Linked DNA regions of Anser cygnoides: region 1 is linked to region 2. A link is a contact called in public Hi-C data. All regions are on one chromosome and are shown on one strand. The core of a region is the stretch at or near the end of the contact, and the rest is flanking DNA. Distances in the headings are between cores, read along the strand shown. Region 1 overlaps LOC106038691 (a long non-coding RNA gene). Region 2 overlaps PFKFB3 (6-phosphofructo-2-kinase/fructose-2,6-biphosphatase 3).

Region 1 (4,349 bases), core at 159-2,658, 48 kb before region 2:
AAAGACATTTATTGCAATTTGAGACACCCTTGAATGCTTGAAACATCTGGAAAGGACTTTCAGATGTTGCACAGCACCTGTGGAAGACCAGGGTACCTGGAGAGACACCTGGAACCCACACAGGATGCCTTTCAAGTGGTCCTAGATACTTATGCGTGGAATTAGCTTTCTAGATCCCAAGATCTAGATACCAAGTAGGGGCAGGATACAGGTGCTTAAACATCTGGAAACTTTTGCAGTGCCCAAAGGTATCTGAGACACTTGCTCAAGACTGACAGATGTGATACAGGAACACAGGGGACATCTGCTCTTCTAGCACAGAAGCTGAAGACCAGGCAGGATTGATCACAGAGACTAAGGTGGCAGCAGACATTGGCATCCAGGCAATTGAAAGCTACCCTAGATGTCCAGTGAGTACTTAGGAGCTCAGACATCAGGCTCACATGAAGACACCAACACTGTAAGTATCCAAAGGAAGAGAGGACAGCCTCCAACAATTTTAGGGGTGCCGATTTTAGCTTAAAAATCACATGGCGAGATAGATGCATGCCCTCTGGGCTAAATAAAAACACTGCAAAGCCCCTTGAGGGTGACTGATCCTTTTAGATGGACAGGTGACCATCTGTGATCGGTCAAGTCCTGGTTTAACCTTCCCGTCGTGTCGTAATACACAGTGTGCCATGTGGTTTGGCTCTCTCCTAGAGAGAGCAATCAGAAATGTTGCTATTATCTCCCATGGCTTTTTTTTTTTTTTTTCAGTTGGGCTACAGGAATGAAAGATATGGCTGGGATTTCAGGGCCACCAAGATATTGGAGCAATCTGAAATCATATGGTGCTAATGAACCAGAGAACTCAATGCTGAAGTTGTCATTTAATCATTAACCATCTTCTGAACTGCATTAATTTGGGCTTCAGAGTTATTACCTTGCAGAAGCCTTTGATCTCAGTTTAGGGTGATTTCAAAATCACTTTCAACATATCAGATATGATGAAGCATCCGAGAAAACCGGTGCTTCCCCTTGTTTTCACTGTGCTTCAAAATGGGACAGAGATTTCTTTAGAGTCAGCCAAAAAAGGAAATTGCAAACACCTGAATTCTTTTTTTAATCAAAGTTTATATTTCTACATGTGCTTACAAGATATTACGACAACCTTTCCTGACTTATCCACCATCAACCTTGAGAGAAACAGCCTTCCAGAGCCTACCAGAAGTTGGCATGAGGCAGAAATAAGCCCCATAAGAGGTCAGAGAAGGTTCAAAAGAGCAAAATGAGGACAAAAAGGAAGAAGAACCTGAAACAACAATGCAAAATCATGGGACTGAGCAGCGAGGCATGTGAGATGCAACTGAATCCACTCACTTCAGACCTTGTCGGAGGGTTATGTTGTCGAGGCCATGCAGATGTAGGAGTCAGTGGGAGAAGGAGCCACACGTGGTAGGGGGACGGGCAGCAGAAGAGGGGATGGCATGCTCTGATAGCAGTGACTGCAGTTTCTGGCTGCCTAAACCATTTAGATCTGGACTTCTTGGGTCCCTCTACATCTCTGGGCACAGTTTTGCCTCTTTCCCTTGGGGCTGTGCATGCTTGGGGATGAAGGTTTGCTCTTAGTTTGTCCAGAGAAGTGTCAAACAGCAAAGAGATCCCCATGCCACAGGGCCCCCAGTCCCATGGCTACCACAGGACACAGAAAATATCATGATTTGAGTAGACCAAAAGCACTGTATCCACATTCCCTCTTCTCTCCCACTAATTCATTGCCAAACTTTTCCTTCACTCTGGCTAGTGCATGCAGCATTGGTCCTGCCTTCAGCCTAGGTGTGGTGCAGTGTAGACAGAACCATGGGAAGTGGAGATGAGTCAGCTCCTGGCCGTGGTTCTTTATGTTTCACATACACATCAGCTGCAAAAGACATCCTCAGAAGTTAAAGAGCTAGTTATTTCAGACCAAACTATGAGGAAAGAGAGAAGGAAGGAAGGAAGGAAGGAAGGAAGGAAGGAAGGAAGGAAGGAAGGAAGGAAGGAAGGAAGGAAGGAAGGAAGGAAGGAAGGAAGGAAGGAAGGAAGGAAGGAAGGAAGGAAGGAAGGAAGGAGGGAAGGAAAAGAAAGAAAGAGAGAAAGAGAGAAGGAGAGAAAGAGAAAGAAAGAAAGAAAGAAAAAGAAAGAAAGAGAGCGAGAGAGAGAGAGAGAAAAAGAAAGAGAAGGAAAAAGAAAGAAAGAAAAAGAGAAAGAAAGAAAGAGTGAGAGAGAGAGAGAAAAAAGAGAAAAAGAAAGAAAGAAAGAAAGAAAGAAAGAAAGAAAGAAAGAAAGAAAAAGAAAGAAAGAAAGAAAGAAAAGAAAAAGAAAGAAAAAGAAAGAAAGAAAGAAAGAAAGAAAGAAAGAAAGAAAGAAAGAAAGAAAGAAAGAAAGAAAGAAAGAAAGAAAGAAAGAAAGAAAGAAAGAAAGAAAGAAAGAAAGAAAGAAAGAAAGAAAGAAAGAAAGAAAGAAAGAAAGAAAGAAAGAAAGAAAGAAAGAAAGAAAGAAAGAAAGAAAAAGAAAGAAAGAAAGAAAGAAGGAAAGAAGCAGTCATGTGTCAATGATAAACACAAAATGAGTCACGCCGTAAGAGGCTGCACCTGAAAGGAAATCTAAAACAGCAACTTCCTCCTCGCTGCGGGCTGCAGTTTGCTGCTGCATACAAGGAGTAGAGATAGAAAAGTGAAAACGTCTGCTTTCTGCCTCATGGTCAGACATAACCAGTGTTATAACCAGAGCCGTGCAAAGGCCCCATCCTTCATTTCCCCAGCCAGGGCTGCAGTTGTAGAAGAAAAAAATAATAAATTTCTCCATGCGAGTAAAAGCTTTGCATCAAAACTATGTGATGTTGCCAGTGACGGCAGGCTCGACCACAGCCGAAGTTCCCACAGTGAAGTGAAACTCGAATGTCTTCAGCAGCTCTGGCAAACACATGCCAGCTCTGCCTGAAGCCCTCAGACAGAGACGTTTCCCCTCCACTGGTGCAGGAGAGAGGTCTAATTCTCTGCTAACCTGTTTCTCTGCTTGTTTATACAGAGTTGTACATTGAAATAATTAAGGTCTTGTGGGAAACCTCGACTTTAAAATAGGAGAATATATATATATATATGTATATGTATATAAAGACATTTTCTGTGTAATTTTTCAAAAGTCACACGCAGCCTTGGCATCTTGTTGTTTCAGACACCCCAACCCAGCACCTGGAGCTCAGCCTGCAGGGGCAGGGACAGCCGATGCTGAGCAGCAGGGCCTCCCGGGTCCTTGATTCCTCTGCATCTTTCCTCAAATTTCCCCTTTCTGCTGCTTGCCTAGAGACAAAAACCTCCCATCCCTAGCAAAGAATGGAAGAAAACTGCATGAACTTTAGGAGGCAGGGCCTGTCAGAAGATGCCTGAATCCTAGCTTTAAAAAATATATATGTATGATGTTTCCCACTTTTTTCTTTTCATCTGCAATCATTTGCTGAACTCAGGCAGAATTCACAGTGATTTTTGCCCATCCAAAGCAGTGCTTCACACCAAAAGCCCCCTCTCAGCCCAATCCTGAGCTGAAACCACTTGCCTTTGGAGCCACCGGGAGTCCAAAGCCACTGGCATCGTCCAGCCCTAGCCCATAAATCACAAGATTGGACCTGGTATGAGAACTAACAGAGACCGAAACAGGTCCCGCTCCCCCCGCAGAGGCACTGGCTGCTTTTGCAATTAGAAGAAGGACTCCAGTTTACATTCCAGGGCTGTGGGTCAGACTTGAGTGCTCCTCTTTTACATCGTGAGGCAAGATGTGCCTTCGTTTGCCAACCAAGCTCCACGCTGACATTTAACCCAAGACTACAGTCTGCTCCTAGCCCCAGCCAGCCCAGGCTGCCTCTCAATGCTTGCGGCTTCTTCCAGGAAGCTGCCACCAGCTTCCAATTTCTCTTGCCTTAATATTTACTTCTTTATTTGCTTCTTTATCTTTCACTGACATTTCCTGGCTCTGCATCTCCATGTGACTCAGAGATTTTCCCGGACCCTGACTCGGCGGTGTTGTTGGCTCCAGGGGATGAGATTAATAAATACCACTCGCTCGCCCGCTCATGATGTCAAACTGTAATTAGGAGGGAAGTGGGGGGGGGGGTTGTTTTGGTTGTTTTGGTATTTTTTTACTGCCAGCACTCTGAGTTTCCTCCTAACCCCTATTTGGACCTGAGCTGCGGCATGCGTGTTATAAAGCATCTATACTATTTTAATGACCAACGGAGAGAAAATGAAACAGCCTGCTTTTTTTTTTTGGTTCCCGGTATCTCAAGAAAGAGGTATGCATAAAGCAAACTGTGCCGTGAAACACCTGGTATA
Region 2 (4,024 bases), core at 38-2,537:
CGGCCAGCCAGATGTTCAGCCTGTTGCTGCCGAAAGCCATTTCCTCGGTGCCTTCCCCTGCACATGTGCCCAGACACAAGGCTCAGCATCCCTCGTGGCACGCCGGGACCCACGGCCGTGGGGCAGCAGCCGTGATTCATCGGGGAAATTAACGGCATCATTCATCCAGAACGTTTTTTTTTTTTTCTCTTAAAAGTGGGTAAACTTTCTGGCCAAGAGAAACACGAGCAACTTTTTTTAAAAAAAAAAAAAGGCAGCGGGAGGACTGATTCACCCACTGCCATCCCTCTCCGGGCTGCAAAACGCCGCCTCCATCCTCGCTCTCCGCAGCCTCTGCGGGTTCCTGCGATGCTTATTTGGGAGCTGGGGTGGTTTGGGGGCTCCGTGGGGTGGCACAGCTGCCGGGTCAGTTAGAAGAGCCGGCTCCCAAATCAGCCGTGATTCACGCCGCGTTTGATAGTAGCGCCCGGGCGACCCGAGCATCGGCTCGTATTTATTTTTTTAAGCGTGGGGTTTGGTTTTGAACACCCCCACGCTTTCTTTTCCTGCAGGACGCTGAGCAGGCAATTCGTTTGCCCTCCCCTCCACCTGCCTCCTATCTCCCCCAGGCACAAGGGCTGGCGAGGCGCAGGCAGCCGGTGGTTATTTGGGTTTATTAAATCCCCGATCTTATCCCCCCCCCAATAAAAGCCCAGTCAAGCCAAACATCAGGGCAAGGTGCTGAATGCCCTGTAAAATCCCAGCTGAGCTAGCCTAGGAGCAACCTGCCCTATTCCCTGTTAATCCTATTAAGTATTATGGGGTGGAAAGCGAGGGGGAGGGAATGTCAGGACATGCGTGGGGCCAGATCCAGGCAGGCTGCACCTTCCTGGGCTGGAAGCATGCACAGAGATGCTATGGGGGGGGGAGGAGGGCACACTCAGGCTGCACGGATAATATGGAAAAATAGAGTGGGGGGGTCCACCTTGGTGGGGGTCTACCCTCGGAGAGAGCATCGCAAGGGGGTGCACGGGAGGAGGGAAGGGGGGGGGACCGCATCCCACCCCCGCCGCCCTCCTACCGGGGGGATGCTGGACCTCCCCCCCCCCCCCCCCCCCCCCCCAAGGTGTTCCCCCCCCCTTATCACGTCGTTCCTACTACTCACAGCGGCGGGGCAGCGCCGGCCGGTTGTCATTGGGGAGCCAAATCTTCTGGATGCGGCTTTGCGTCAGCTCCATGGGCATTTTTAAAGGCAAGGTCTTTTGGCGCTCCGCGTCCACCTTGGGGCGTTCGCAAAACGGGGGTGGAAGGAAAAAAAAAATAAAAAATGGGGGGGGGGCGAAAAAATATAAGAAGAGACGATAAAATACGGCTTGCCGCTCGGTGAGGGTTTAGAGGGGGAAGGAGGGACGGGGCACAAAGCGGGGAGGTGGGCGAGTCCCGCCGCTAATTTTAATTCAAAAAAAAAAAAAGTGCCAAAAAAAATAGAAATATTCGGATTTTTTCCTCCTCTTTCTCCTTTCTAAAAATCAAAAAGAAAGCTGAAAGCGAGGGCTGGGAAAAAAAGAAGCGGCCGCGCTGCTGCTGCCGCCGCCGTTCCCACGCTCCGCTCGCACTGGACCCGCCGCTGCCGCCGGCTCCTATTTGGGGCCGGGCGGCCGGGGGGGGGCCGCGGGTCCCCGCCCTCCGGGGCGGGCCCGGGGGGGGGCGGGAGCCGGGGAGGAGGGCGGAGGAGCCGGGGAGGGGGCGCGGCGCGGCGCTGCCGCCTGCTGCCGGCCCCCCCGCACTGCAGCGGGACAAAGGCTTTGTTTGGAGGATGGGGGGGATTTGGGGGGGGGGGGGGGGGGGTTAAATGGGGGGGTTGTGGGGAGAAAGAGGGGTGTGGGAGGTGATGGGGAGAGGGTGGGGAGGGGAAAGGGGGTATTGGAGATGGGGTGTTGGAAGGAGAAATGTGGAGATGAAAGGAAAGGATGGGAGGAGAAAAGAACAAAGGAGAAAATAGACGAAGAAAGGAGGAAAAAAAAAGAAAAAAGGGGGAAAGAAAAAAGAAAAAAGGGGGAAAGAAGAGAGAAAAGAAAGGAGAAAGGAAAGGAGAAAGGAAGAGGGAAAAGAGAAAGGAGAAGAGAGAAAAGAAAGAAGGGAGAAAGAAGAGAAAAAAGCAAAGGAAAGAAGAAGAGAGAAGAAAGAAAGGAGAAGAGAGAGAAGAAAGAAGGGAGAAAAGAGAAAAGAAAAAGGAGGAAAAAAAAAGAAATAAGAAAAATAGAAGAGAGAAAAATGAGAGAATAAAAGAGAAAAGAAGAAAGAAAAAAAGAAAAATTGAGAAAAGAACAGAGAAAAAAAAGGAAAAAAAGAATAAAAGAGAAAAAAAAAATAGAAAATAATAATAAAAAAAATAAAAATAATTCTAAAGCCAAAGCAATTCTACAACCAAACTCATTCTAAAACCACAATTATATTTAAAAAAAAAGAAATCCTTTCTAAACCCAAGGGCTCCCCCGAGCAGCCTCCCCCCCCCCCCCCTTTCCGCGCCCCCTTCCCCTCCCCGGCCCGCGGCGGGTGGGAGGCGGAGGCCGGGGGCTGCGGAGGCTCCGCACGTCGCTCACGTCGCACAGGCAGGGCTGGGGCCCGGCCTCCTTCACCCCCCCACCTCCGCCCGGGGGGTGCCCGGGCTCCGCTCCGCCTCCGCCCCGCTCCGCGGCCGCGCAAAAAGGCTGGGGCGGAGGCTCCGGGGGAGGCTCGCAGCCTCCCCCCACCTCTCGGCCTCCGCCCGGGCTCGGGGATGGAGGAGCGGAGGCTGCGGAGCCTCCCCTGCGCTGCCTCCGCTAGGCGCAATTAACGCATAGAGGTATATTTTATTAGGGTGCGTATTGGGCGATTTTATCCCAAACGTAGCCACGCTTCGGGATTTTTAACCCATTAGCCGGATTCCCGCAGGTGACCTCGCTACCCTCGATTCGATGGTGAAAAGCGCTACTTCCAACCCAAACGTGGCAAGGGCAATAAATAAAGGTGTGGGGAAAATCCAGCTTTCTCCTCCAAAAAAAAAAAAAAAAACCTAAAATTAAAACCACGATTTTGGGATGCTCATACCCCGAGCAATGCCCAGGCAGCAGCGGGATGCTGGGTGGCTGGTGGGGAAAGTTCAATATTTTATAGCTGGGAAGTGCTCCGCTGAGTTTATTCTAGCTTGATTTGCTAAATAAAGCAAATTTTGCACGGAAATTAAAACACTGGCAAGTTAGCATCTCGGCTACATACTGAATAGCCTCCAGTATTATTTTAGGGCATCTTCCCCTAGAAAAACAGGCATGTGTTTTTATGACAAAGAATATCTTTTTGGCTGTCTCCTTACATGGTGCCAAGATGGATGGAGTAAAAAAAAAAAAAAAAAAAGTGCACAATCCCTCAGTCTGCTACGCTGGAAAAATATATTCATAGACCAAAAAAAAATGGTACTGTGTGGGAGCTGAAAAAGGATGCAGAGATTTGGGATGTGGGAAGGAAGAGGGTGAGAGCATCAACTGGCGAGGAGGGGGTGAATCAGTGAGACAGAGATGTGCCCCCCCAAGACAATGCACAAAATACATCCTCAGGAGAGGGCAGAAGATTATTTTTGATAGATTTTGGCTATTTTTCCCCATTTCTCCAAAAATCCATTTCAGCGTCAGGTTTTATGCCACCCTGGAGGGAGGCAGGTTGATCGGATGCTGTTGCCACTGTCGCTAAATCAATCTTTTCCCACGAAGGGCCAGAAGAATTTGGTGCCCAGATAAAACGTGACTCAGAAGAGGGAAGGAAATTCACGTGCTGATGTGGGACGAGGATTTGGGGCATTTCCCTTCCTCCTGCAGCTCCGTGCTCCTCTCCATGGCTTTCCCAGAAGCTTCAGCCGCTTCCAAAATCACCGCCCTGAGAGCATCGAAAAGAGCAGGAAAGCGAACCTCTGCCTGAATTAAAATCACAGTCGCTTCAAATTAGATCCACCTAGTAACTCTTGGCTAAAAACGCCTAAATAACTGGAGCGGAAAGCTAGACCATACTTAAA

Evidence for each region. Hi-C and Micro-C count contacts between places; a contact is called where the count stands out from the background.
Region 1: a contact with region 2 is called in a Hi-C map of liver, with 9 times the contacts expected there. The contact joins two enhancer-like sites. A contact is called at or near these places in 4 of 7 Hi-C or Micro-C datasets (blood and liver).

What each region holds. Positions count from the first base shown.
Region 1 is chr1:4,085,915-4,090,263 of Taihu_goose_T2T_genome, reverse strand. LOC106038691 (a long non-coding RNA gene) reads right to left here. Exons shown (of 3, transcript XR_007162806.2): 3 at 4,329-4,349. Among named protein-coding and RNA genes, the nearest start is that of PFKFB3, 66 kb to the right of the region's middle. Within about 2 kb of position 1,408, at least 1 of the 3 cell types and tissues checked has open chromatin away from gene starts, as enhancers often do. A contact at or near this core is called in liver, where this site is marked.
Region 2 is chr1:4,038,069-4,042,092 of Taihu_goose_T2T_genome, reverse strand. It overlaps PFKFB3 (6-phosphofructo-2-kinase/fructose-2,6-biphosphatase 3), which reads right to left. Exons shown (of 15, transcript XM_067002724.1): 2 at 1,145-1,259. Among named protein-coding and RNA genes, the nearest start is that of PFKFB3, 18 kb to the right of the region's middle. Within about 2 kb of position 1,287, at least 1 of the 3 cell types and tissues checked has open chromatin away from gene starts, as enhancers often do. A contact at or near this core is called in liver, where this site is marked.